Regions from separate parts of the Gossypium hirsutum genome. Here region 2 is linked to region 1. A link is a contact called in public Hi-C data. All regions are on one chromosome and are shown on one strand. The core of a region is the stretch at or near the end of the contact, and the rest is flanking DNA. Distances in the headings are between cores, read along the strand shown. Region 1 holds the start of LOC107942886 (UDP-arabinose 4-epimerase 1). Region 2 has its middle 5.5 kb from the start of LOC121230800.

The links. Hi-C and Micro-C count contacts between places; a contact is called where the count stands out from the background.
Region 2: a contact with region 1 is called in a Hi-C map of leaf, with 2.1 times the contacts expected there. The contact joins the enhancer-like site here to the promoter of LOC107942886 in region 1. A contact is called at or near these places in 4 of 34 Hi-C or Micro-C datasets (callus and leaf).

What each region holds. Positions count from the first base shown.
Region 1 is chrA06:124,865,044-124,871,634 of Gossypium_hirsutum_v2.1, forward strand. LOC107942886 (UDP-arabinose 4-epimerase 1) reads right to left here and starts at 4,209. Exons shown (of 10, transcript XM_016876621.2): 1 at 4,089-4,209; 2 at 3,106-3,277; 3 at 2,608-2,732; 4 at 1,986-2,099; 5 at 1,777-1,884; 6 at 1,582-1,673; 7 at 473-614; 8 at 232-326. The coding sequence starts at 3,166.
Region 2 is chrA06:125,066,874-125,073,464 of Gossypium_hirsutum_v2.1, forward strand. No RefSeq gene overlaps it. Among protein-coding and RNA genes, the nearest start is that of LOC121230800, 5.5 kb to the left of the region's middle. Within about 2 kb of position 2,573, at least 1 of the 9 cell types and tissues checked has an H3K27ac peak or open chromatin away from gene starts, as enhancers often do. A contact at or near this core is called in leaf, where this site is marked.

The sequences.
Region 1 (6,591 bases), core at 2,959-5,458:
GCAAAAATATCACAACATGATGAATAACTCCCTCCAAGTATACAAAAAAGCATAAGAATCTACAAGCAAATATAAATACTTAGTTTTGGTTGAAGACTTGGAAGACTTAAGTGATATCATTAAGCTCAAAAAGTTATGCATGTTTAGATAAAGAAAACAAAGGAGTAAGTATGAAAACCGTGTCAAGAAAAACTAAAATGCATTATCAAGATTCTAAACAAATAGACAAACCTTAGGATCATAACTGCCATGTCTGAATTCTTGGAGAAATCCAAGATGATATCTTCTGCCATCTTCTTAGCTTTTCCATATGGATTGATTGGAACCTGAGTTGGTTCAAAACAAATGTTAGTTGCCTTGCATTATAACCATACATACCTTGAAAACAAGTTGATAAAGGTCTGTCCTCTAGTTTATTGGCCTCAAACAAAAAATTCAAGAAATAACTAAGCATAAAACCAAGTTTACTTGCCTGTCGGGTTTCTTCCGTGATTGGCATCTTTTCAGGCTCCCCATATGTGGCACATGTACTAGAGTATATCAGAGTGTTAACACCGTGAGCAGCCATTGCCTCTAACACCACCAAGGTGTTTGAAGTAATGTTGTGATAATACCTGCACATCAAGGCCAAACACACCGTAGAGAACATATTAGTTTAAATAGTACAGATTGAGAAGTTTCAAATAATATTTAAGTAGTCAATCATGCAATAACATTTCACAACCACAGATTTAGGAGCCAATCTTAATCCACATTGATGTATTCAATTCTCCCTAAATACTCAAAAGAAAAGTTACAACAGATGCTGATGCATTTTCCTCAAAACAAGCGTGTGAAAACATCATGATTTGTCATGGAGGAGTTAATGAAAATAGAAAGGGACATGTAGATGATGCTATCAGTGGCAGTGCCGGTAGTTTACTGAAAAGTAGCAAAAAGGTTGTGGCTGACTAGCACAGTTGATTAGAAGAAAGCACATATAAAGGATACAACAAGCGGACCTCCATTCCAAGGTCAATTTCTTTTTCATTTTGAACAGTTAGGTAAGAGAAAGAAAGGGCAGTAGACAATTCTAAAGGCCTTCTACATAGATGTCAGGATGTTATCAAGCATATTTGGTAAAACAAGCTCATCTTCAGATACACCTAAACAAAATGAATCCAAATTAAATTTCCTTCGGAAATCTAGCGACCCAAAATAGCTCCTCTAAACTGCTAGTTCAGTGACGAGAAAGTTTTTAGCTTCCTTTCAAGTGCTTTCATAAATCATGGCAACTGCAGCTACAAAACTTAATTAGTTGAATTGAGTTGACCTTAGAAAACGGAATATCAGCCATGTAATTTGTAAACAAGGCTACAAGCTTAGGTGGGAAAAAAGGGCGCCCATCAACGACGCAAATGAAGTATATACTCCCTGCACTCATTCAGAGCACTAAAGGACACATTAAAGCTCTTCAACTAAATCAGCTCTTGTCAAATTACCAGTTTTTTTTTTGCATAAAACAGCAGATTGAACAACCTACTTCACAGCTCATCTGACCTATATTAACTATGCTGATCATAAATCAAAAAGGAGACTTACTTGAGAGGATCAAGTGTACTCTCCCCAACATATGCAACAGCCGCAAAGTGTATTACAGCGTCAAATGCATTTTCTGAAAATATTTTATTTACCTAAAACATAGGATCAAGGAAAAAATAAACCATATCCATGTTTTAATGCCTAAATTTGATCATTTAAAAAAAATAATCATAATAAATTTCACTAAAAGGATACAGCTTTTGCATCCCCCAGATCAGCATAAATGAATTGAAGCCTTCCTGGTTCTGGAAATAACTCTTGTAGAACCTTAACGGCACCTATGTTTCCACGTGAAAGATTGTCCTACAAAGGAGATAAGTTCTTCCTTTAAAATCCAGATAATTATGCACAGGCTGTGAAAGATTACAAAAGGAGATAGCTACATTCCTAAACCAAAAACATACCACAATAGTTACACGGTATGACTCCTTCAAAAGTCGTAAAGCAGCATGTGAACCAATATAGCCAGCACCACCAGTTACAAGAACATGAGTTACACCTTCTTCATGTCGGGAGAACTGGAAAGAAGTCAAAAATGAAAAAAGAAATTGTCAGAAGTTGAAAAGTTATATAACTAAAAACAGCCATTCCTACAGAAACAACAGGAGTACGGTACTGATTTCAAGTTTCCATATGAAGTAGCAGCAACTATAATTTTTCATCTTGTAGAAGTGAAGATGATATTAACCATATGCAAAGGGAAAACAACACATCCATAATCAAGTTGACAGCTTGATTAAACTAAGCCAACAGCAAGAATGAATGAATCCTTAAGAAGAATGGCATAGGGTCCTGATATGACTGCTCTTGTAACCCCAGAAAATATACATCCATTCATAACAACTACCTTAAAAAATGGTTAAAAAACAATAGCAATAATTCAATTATCAAAGTTAACAAAAAACCAGCATGACAAACATTCAGAATAATCTTTTGATAACTGATATTCTAGAGTGAACAAATAGCAGGCACCACGGCAGAATAAAGAGGGAAGTTGAAGAAATAGAGATTGAACCAAGAAGATACCTGACTTGGAGTACCGAATGTGGGAGATTGCTTGAGCATGATGATGCAAACGGCTGTAAGGGCAGCAGCCATAAGGATTTTTCCTACAAAATTGCTCTTCCTTTTGGGATCATGGTATTCCATGCCTACATGCAAAACACAAACAACAATTTTGAATTCAGAGAAATCATTGTAAAAGCATTAAGATACAAGCAAATCAACTTCCAAATTCTGAATAACTTAAGCATATTTTAAATTGTAAACTTAAAAAGAATTACAATTTTCTACATTCAGTGACAAACTGTTACTAGGATTCTGGAAGTAAAATGGTAAAATGAAATTTCAAGAGGTTTGTCATAAGAATTTTTTTTCTTTTCCAAATTTAAAGCTTTCTAAATGAAAATGGCAGGATTAAGTCCCAAGACAATGGCATGAACAAGAAGAAGATGAAAAACAGTATAAATCATAAAACTAAACAAAGAAAATTGGGTTAGAACTGAAGAAGAGAGAAAATGTTACCAGCAAAAGGCATAGATCTGGTTGACCTTGTCTGGCTTCTTCCTCTGGCAAAATTTAGCATTTGGAAATAGCTTTCCTAGGAATTGTGTTCAAACTGGCAAGAACCTGAATTTATGTCTAAATTTCAGTGATCCACCAAACACCCTTACTTGGAAATATTCTGCCAAATTTGCTGCAAATACTATAACAAAAAAGAATTAACAAATTTCTGAAACATTAAGAGACCCAAAAACCAAAATAAAGAAAAAAAAAACAAGGTAAAACAAAATTCCAAAAAAATGGGCCCTGCATCCATAGAATTTATAAAACAACAATAAAAAAACAGCACAAAATGTTGACTAACAAAATTATTATTACTATTATAAAAAAAATTAAAACCACAAAAAGAAAACCCAGGAATTTCTTCATACCCCAATTCTAAAGTCTCTAACTACAAAAAAAATAGAAATAAAAATCAAATAGATGACAAAAATAGAAATAAAAATTCGTTTTTTATTCTTTGTCAGAGCATGCCTATTCAAGGCACTAGAATTAAAATAAATAAATATTAACACAACAATAAAACATATAATTTGATAATCAATCGTTTTATTTTATTTTTTTCCTTAATAAAAAACAAACCCAGTTAAAAAAATCAAGTTAGAAACCCAAATCACCCATGAAAACAAACAACAAAATAAACCCATCGACGAAATTTGATCGTTCTCAAGAAAAGATAAAGCAGCCTTTAATGGCAGAAAACACAAAGAATTTTACCTGAAAATGGAAATAAAACGAACATTCAAATGGTTTGAAGGTAGCCAAAAGAAAAAAATTTAAAAGAAAAACAAGAATAGGAAGAGAGGATTATTACTATCATCAACAAAACGATCTAATATCATATATATATAATATAATACATGCAAATATACAAATGCAAAATATATTTCTTAACGAAAAGTAAACGCCAAAATAAATAAATTAAGAAAAAAAAAACCACCCACGATGATTGAAGACGTGAGAGCGAAACAGAGGAAAGGGAAAGAGTAGCAGCCGGTCATACACTCATCCGCGTACGTTTGAATTATAAAGAGATGAAGAGTTCTAAATATATATTTTTTATTTAAATTAAATAAATAAAAATTAGAAAAGAAATTGTGAAATACTAAAATTTAAGCGGAAATTTCTCCTTGTCCAATGGTGACATGTGTCACTCGATGAACCGATTAACCCAAACAAGAAGTTGAGACTTGGGGTTTAAATTTGACTATAAGTAAAATTCCAATTCGGGCTCTTGTACTAAGAATTTAATTACATTTTATTTTTTTTATTTAAAAAATGAGCAGAGTAGTCCTTGTATAATTAAAGAGTAAATAAGTCATTCTGTTAAAATTTTTATAAATTTTTACTATTAAAAATTGGTTCATGTACGTTAGCATTACGGTACATGTGGCACATCACGATCACTGTTTAGTTATTCTGTTAGTCATGCTAATTTTCAATAGTAGAAATGAATTAATTTTTTAACAGAAATGATTAATTTACTCTTTTATCTAATGTTTAAGGACTAATTTGCTCAATTTTTTAATAGAGAGAGAAAAATGCAATCTTATACCTAGTACAATGGCTTCCATGATAATTTTACCGCCAACATTTCAATTTATTTCATGATAGTTATTCTGTTAGTCATACCAATACTTCATATTACATAATGTGCCTAAAAATCAATTTTTAACAGTAGAAATAAATGAAAATTTTAACATAATGACCAATTTATTCTTTTATCTAACGTACATGGACTAATTTATTCAGTTTTTAAATAAAAAAGACAAAATCTAACCCGACTCCTAATACAAAAAACTTCTACTATATTTTTACCTATCGAAAACGACTCAAATAAATTAATAATTAATTAATTAATTAATAAGAACCAATAAGGGGGGGGGGCATTTGGTCATATAGGAATAGGGAATAAGGTGTACATAAAATAGAGGCATAAATGATGATGGTGGGACTATGTAGTCTAATTTATTTCTACAATACAACCACCGTGACCTTTTTCTTTTTCATTTTTTTTATTTTTATTTCCATATTCATGCTTTCACGTTGAATTAAGATACTTTAATTTCACATCAACTTATTTAATTAATTTTAATTAATAATAAATTATGCAAGTAATTACCCCAAAACATAATTTTTCAATTTGGGGTAGGGAGCCCTTGGATTAGGACACAATCACGATGTAGGTGGAAACATAATTATTATGTAATAAATAATTTATAAAAATTGAAATAAAAAATAAATGAGACTTTAATTGAAATGATAAAATATGGATGTAAAAAATGTTAATGCAATGAGTTCAAATCATATTATATATGTATATTTTCTTATTTTCTTATATAAATTGATATGAAAAGATAAAATCATCTCTGGATAATACAATTTATTTTATAAATCATGATATTTTAGTTATTATCCAATTAAATTAATGTTCGATTAATTCATAATATGAACTCAATCAAGTGTTTAATATATAGTATATATAATATACATACTAAAAAAAATCAATTTTAAATTATTAATATTAATATAAAATTATCTTAATTTTTTAATGATAAGGATATTTTCCTCACTGCTAATAATTGTTTTTATTTATTCTAAATTTGGAGAATGGGCAATGTCATAGGTTACAAAGGTTTATACTCATAATTTTAAAAAATTATAAAATAATTATTGAAGTATTTAAATATTTTCATTTAAGTCATTAGACTGTTAAATTTTTTTATAAAGTTCAGTGATAATCAGTACGGTGGAACAATACCCATCGATGAGTAGAAGAACATATCTCAGATCCAAGTGCATCTGATGGTCAATGTCAGAGTCGGAGAAGAAAACTAGTTGAATTTTTGTTTGCAGATTCATGATGTTCAAAGTTGTTTCATTAAAAAAAAACCCAAACTGTAGAAGAAGAGGGAAGTTTACCCATCTGGTTGGTGTTGGGGGTGAGAGTGAAGAAGGCCATGCATCGACAATTCTAACAACTCAAGTAATTTAATGATCATTTAGTAATTTTTTTAAAATTAAATAATTAAAATATAAACTTATTAATAATTCATTTACCTTTTTTTTCACCTTTATTTAATTAATTAGTAAGGAATCCAATAAAGTCCAAGATGATGGTAGACAATAGAGTACCAATTAATCATAGGAGTTGTTGCTAACAAGATTGACAACACACTGCCACCTCAATTCACCTTTTTTTTAATATATATTTTCATTTCTTTGGTACACTAACAAATATTTTAGTTATATACTTTTCCAACCTTATAATATATATGTATATAATAAACTCTTAATTTGCAAACCAAATCAAATATTTTACCAATATACCAACATAATATATTTATAAAAATAAAAATATATATATTTGTCCTCATTTGTCTTTTCATTAATTAATAGATTTTTGTTGATTGAGTCTTATCTCGATTGACATCACGCTGAAACACA
Region 2 (6,591 bases), core at 1,323-3,822, 200 kb after region 1:
CTCATCAAATCTATAGTAACATTTTTAAACAATGTGACCGATTTTACCATACAGTTGAAATTAGGGGCGAGTGTGAGAAAATCGACCCCCACAACTCCTACCACGATGGAAACCTCTCTGTCGTTGAAAACCACCATGGTTTTGTTGTTTATGATCATGATAACTAGAGTTCTTTGATGGTGCTGCATCTTCACGAGCTAGTTTACTGGCTAAATTAGCTTGGACAGGAATGGTAGCCAAGAATTCAGCTTGTCGTGCCTCACAGTCTAGTAGCATTTCAGTCACCAGATCAAGGGATAGACAAGTGGCTGAAGCCACCACTCGAACTGACTCATATTCAACCGAAAGCCCCGCAAGGATGATACAAACCTATTCTTGCTCTGAGATATGACTTCCTACAGCAACCAAAGTATCACACATGGACTTAACTTTTGCCAAATACTTTTTTATGGACAAGTGACCCTTTTTTGGAGAATACAACGCATGTCGTAAACTCGATATCTTGAAAGTAGACTCGGTGGCAAACCTCTTTCCAATTGTAGCCCATACATCAAAGCTAGTACGAGCATCAGTGAGATAGCCCAAGATTTCATTAGATACATTCAAAAGTAGCCAAGAGGCCATTAACTTGTCTTGTTGAACGTGCAATATATATAAGCAGAATTCTTGACCATTTGCCCATCAGTATTAACAACTAACTGAGCAAAAACACTGATAGTTTCTAAAATGAAATCTTGCACACCATATCCCTCAAGAATCAACATAATTTGGTGTTTCCATAAAAGAAAATTGCTCTCACAAAGTTTAACAGTATCAAACTTAAGAAATTGTTGAACTTGCTTTCCAACAACAGAAGTTACAGAAACAGGACCAGAACAATGAAAATTAACCTGCTCTACAACACCATTAGAGAAATGCAGAATGAGAAAAAAACAACCTTAGCTCAATACCATGTAGAGAAACGCAGCAAAGGGATGAAACAAGAAGATGTGTTTCATTTCTCAAAAAATAATAGGATACATTTTGAGATTGATCATATTGTATTTATACAGAACTTGGACTACTTCAACAACTTCTTTAACAGAAAACTACTTTAACAACTAACTGCTTTAACTACTAACAACTTAACAACTATTTGTTTCTTTAGTCCTTAACAAACCTTGTCAAGTTTAGGAGGCAGTCTCTTCGTCTCATGTCATCTGTTTCGACCCCTTTGTTTAGTTGTAGGAACAAAGTTCCGATGTTGGATGGTTGATTTATTTACTTTAATAGTGTGAATGATATAGCCACTTGTTGAGTGTTTTTTTTCTGTCTTCTTTAGATGGTAAGTTTATGTATTTATATGATATAGTTACTGTTTATTGATTGATATCTTAGGTGGGTTCTATTCATGCCAACACGTACTATATCCTAGACTTAGCACGTGTTTATGCAGGTGTTTCTGCATTCACATATATGATCTCATGTGTGACCTCGTAGGAAAGTGTAAGTGCCCCCTTGTGGATACTTAACATCATGCGAGCTTGATTTGCGAGCTCAATCATGCGAACTATGTAGAATCCGATCTAGACCTATTTGAACCCACTTGAGTTATGGGTCGGTAATAGTAAGTATCATAACACCACTAAATAAGTACTTGGTCTCAGGGCGGTTGGTTGAAACGTCACTTGGAAAGATGATTTCCATTCTCAATCGTAAAAATAAAGTAAATAATAATATTTAAAAAATATATAACAAGATCTCAATCCAAGTTTGACTCGGTTGTGACCTGAACAAAATATAGTTACAATCCTAAAATTTAAATTAAACACTAAGATGCTACCAAAGCTCTCAATGTTGTTGGTGCTCAAAATGAGGAAAAAATAAGCCTCAGGAGAGTGTTGGTGTTGAGGGCAAATCTTTAACTAGAACTGATACCAAGATGGGAGTTGTTAAGCATGATGATGAGGATGGTGGTCGCCGTAGTGGTAGCAGGAATCCAATTCATTCACATGATATGGCCTCTATGGAAGCCCCAACTATGAAATGAAATCGTAAGATGAAGACCATGGCATTGAAAAAGGAAAAGAAGTTGCATAGAATTGGATCTTAAAAAGTTGCAGACGTGGCAGCATAATCACTGCTCTGTTTGGTTTTTAACGAAAGAGTGATTAAATAAGAATAGTTCTTAACGACAATACTAAAATTGACAAAAAAAAAATAGAATGACCAAAGTAGGAATAAGCTAATTTTAGAGTGACTATCTTAATAATTTACTCCTTATTGTAACGATTACAATATCAACCAAATTAAGACTTAAATTATATCTATATTAATTTAATGACAAAGAGGGAATTCTTAATGTCATAATCCCAAATACTTTTCTTCACAAAAATAGAAAATTAAAAACAAATAAAACGAATTTAACAGCATTTAACTCCAACCCTAAATCTTAAAATCAAAGTGGAGCCTAGCCGTAAACACAAAGTATGTATTAGTCAATGGTTGATCTAATGTGCACCTCATTATCATGGGTTGTCACTTTTCATCTGACTTTTTTTTTTGTTTTTTGGTCTTAACTGAGGACCAAATTGAAGCTTCTTCGCAATATCAGCCAGCTTTTAAAGTCTTCCATTAAGGGCTAAAGAAAAGGTACATTATATCTAGACCCATTGATAATCGGGAGAGGTAAGTTCATTTTCGGTTTTTAATTTTTTGTTTTTAGTAGAATATAAGAATAGGATAAAGTTTGAACAATAAACACAATTAGCTCAATCTGAACTCATGTCACATTTAAGACGGTGAATACCCTAACCATTAAGCCATCACATAAGACGATTTTTCAAATTTCTAAATTATTTTATTTTGAGTTAATTTCAAGTTCAAGTTATTTTAATTAACATTTCAATTAAAAAATAATTGAAGTCTTTTGAAAGGTTAAAGATCAAATTTAATTTTTAAAAAAAATAAAAACCACCTTTAAAAATTAACTTTTATTCTATTATGAGAAATTTATATATTATTTGCCACATTAATAGTGACAATGATAATATTTAAATTTGATATTTTATATTATATTTTTTTTTTATCAAGTCAATTTTTGAAGAAAAGAAAAATCTCAAAATTAAGTAGGGACTCGACTTGACCTATGAGAGAGTTTATGTCCGTTCCCTCTTTACTATATTTCTGATTTCGCCCTTGAAATAAATGTATGCATTAATAAAGGTCACTTTTAGATTTATTTTGATTTATATTCGAATATATTTCGGTTGTTATTTTAATTATGTTTTTGTAGTAGTTGGTTTTCATTAGATAGTTGTTTTTTTTAAGGTTATTTTAATTAAAGAATCTAAATGATGTATTAATACGAAATGAATTTTAATTTATTGATCAAATATAAAATAATGTAATTAGAATCAGGAACGATATCAAAAAATTTATTCGGGAGGTCAAAATTAAATTGTATACTTTTACGATAGTAAATGTATAATTTCACCATTTTAATAGCCTATATATTTATAACTTTTAAAGAATTAAATCAAATTTATATCATTTTTATGACCAAAATATATTTTTACTATTACTAATTTAAAATTTTATAAATTATAAAAAAATTTAAATAAAAAATTTTCCATTTTTAGCGTAATCTGGGGACCCTAGCTCCGCCACTAATTAAAATAAGTGTATCTCATCTCAATATATAAAATGTGAAATCAAAACGTGAAAGAGAGATCATCTAAAAGCAGCATTTGAAGAATATGGGCTTTATTTGTTTATATTTTATTTTGGATCTAAATCTAGTGAAAGAAATAATTTGGGTCAAAATCAGTGGATTCTTAAATGGAATTGGGCTTCAAGAAGCTAAAATCATATGGAAAAAAAATTACAACTCCAATTTTATCCAATTTCTTTTATTTATTCATGAAGTTTGGTTTAATATGCAATTTGATACATGAATTTTGATTTGGTATCCTTAACACAAAAAAAAAAAAACCTTAAATTATGATTTATATGTCTACATGAAACTTTGATCCGAATTCAATTGTGCACATTTAAAGAATTAAATACATACATTTATTTTCATACTGGATTAATATAATATTTGTGTATGCAATATATCAACGTAAAACAATGTTAATTCAATAATCTAATTAGCGACATGTGAAAATTAAATCAAATTAAAATTTCACTTTTAAAATTGTACAAAATCAAAGTTTATGTATGACATTGCATATTAAATTAAAGTTCATATATAATTTTGATATTTATCTCAATTTCTTTTAAATCAACGAGTTTACGATTATCAATTAATTATTGGTCCGAACCGTTTCACTCAATTTTCAATTCTAACCCTATAAAAAATCTATAATTTTTATCGGTTTTCATTTCAACCAATTAATCTAATTAAGGGCTTAAATAATAAATTTTAAATTAATTTTATAATTGTATGATATATTTATTTAATTAATTAAATAAAATATATGGTTACAATAATGTCCATAATTTCTAAAAGAAATCAAACAATTATTCAAATGAAGTTTTTTTTTTGCTTCTTAATTCTCAACTTTAAATTCAAAGTTTTTCATAGAAATCTAAAACCAATAGAATAGAATTTGTATTATTTGATTGGCAAGTAATCCAAAAAATTATCGTTGTTGCTATAATAATAAGACATTTTATAAATCATAACAATAAAATTAAATATTTAATTTAGCTTAAACTCGATTTAAAGAAATTTTTTAATCAATTCAATCAATTTTGCATCGATTAAATCTTCTTTAGGTTTTTGAGTATCAGTAGGACCATCGGTTCTCCTTTCAACTAGTCTATCCGCTCTGATTCAAATAACCATGCTTGTCTGTATGTATCTTTAAAGATAAAATAAATGGTCAAATTTCATAAAAGATCCCTATATAATGCATTTTTTAATTGATTTAATTCCTTTATTATAATATTTTCATTTTTAGTACCTCTATTTTTCAAAAGGAGTATTTTCAATCTCATAGCACTTGTCGATATATCAATTTTCTCATTTAAGTATCTAGTTTTTTATTTGATTAAAAAACTCTCAACCAATTATATCATGACATGTGGCATTTTTAAAAAATTAAATTAAAAATAAAATGTAACTATATTTATAATTAAATTAAAAAGATAAAAATTATAAATGTTTAAAATCATTTAACATTGCAAAAAAAAAAAATACATTTAAAAGAAGTGAAATAAATTAAATAATGTCCAAATTGCATTAAAATTAAATAAAATAGTGAGTGGGGGGCATCATAGCAAATCTCTTATATACTTATTAATCAATATTACTTTAGATTATTCATCATATTATTTCAATAAATGGTTGCCTAAATACAAAGTGATTGGACCCATGCATAATGTTTGACTGAGTCAATAAGATCTGAGTTGAGCTAAGATTTGGGGCAACTCGTTAATAATTGTAAGTCCAACTCACCTACTACTACCCACATGCCCCTTCCTATTTCTATTTTCAACATTCAAACCTATTCTTTTCGTTGGCATTAATTAATTTTAAGATATATATTTTCGCATGATAATCTCGTTTTTGGAGTTGACTTAATAGAATAATTAGCATATAATCATTTCAAAACCACAAAATTCACATTCGAACATCGCGTGGGGGGAATTGGGAGAAACATTCGCACATGTAATTTTGAGTAATTTACGATCGACTTTTTTTTATGTGGGATGTTAATTGGGTTGATATTATTGTCGAAATAGATCGTGCTCAAGTTATGAAAGCCATTTTAGATAAGTTTTTTAGGTATTTGAACAGGGATCTAGTCTTGAAAATTCATAAGCTATGTAGGAGACAGTAGCGGGTGGTCATACAACACAGACTCCTAAAGTGTATGGGATGAAAAGAACTTTCCCTTATGGTCCAATAACATTTCAGGAGATTGCGGCATTGAAGTACTTTTGTAATTGGTTCTAGTTTTTTTTATCTACCAAAAAAATTTGCAATGTTGAGGAGCTAAACTCTTAGTTATTATTATTTGGCATAGTGATACATTGAGCACTTAATGTTATATATTTTATCAATTAAATTTTTATTCTTTTTTAGTTAAATTTGACAATTAATCTTTTAAAATAGAGTCTAATTTGGTTATCAACTTTGCACAAAAAAAAAGGTCGAATGGTTGCTTTGTTAATGAAAATACAACTAAAACATTAAATTTTTAAACACGGTTGCCTATATAAAAATTCGTGTGTACTTCATGCCAATTTCTTTGAAATTTTTATGAACTTATTTTTTTTATTTTTTTGAATTATAATTTTTAAATTATTTATTGACATTACATATAAGACAAATAGTGTTATGTCAACAAGAAGTACATGTGGACTATCACATGGTTTGCCACAAACATCATTAAAAAATTAATATTTTAGTAGGCATTTCTATTAAAAAAATAATTCGACTCTTTTTAAAAGATCAGTGGTCAAATTTAACTCAAAATAAGAATAAGAGTCAAATTGACAAAAATTATAAACATTGAGGGCTAAATTTACCATTATTCTTTTTTTTATGGTAACAATGTCAAGTTACAAATCAAGAGAAGAAAAATTACATTAACGGGTTTT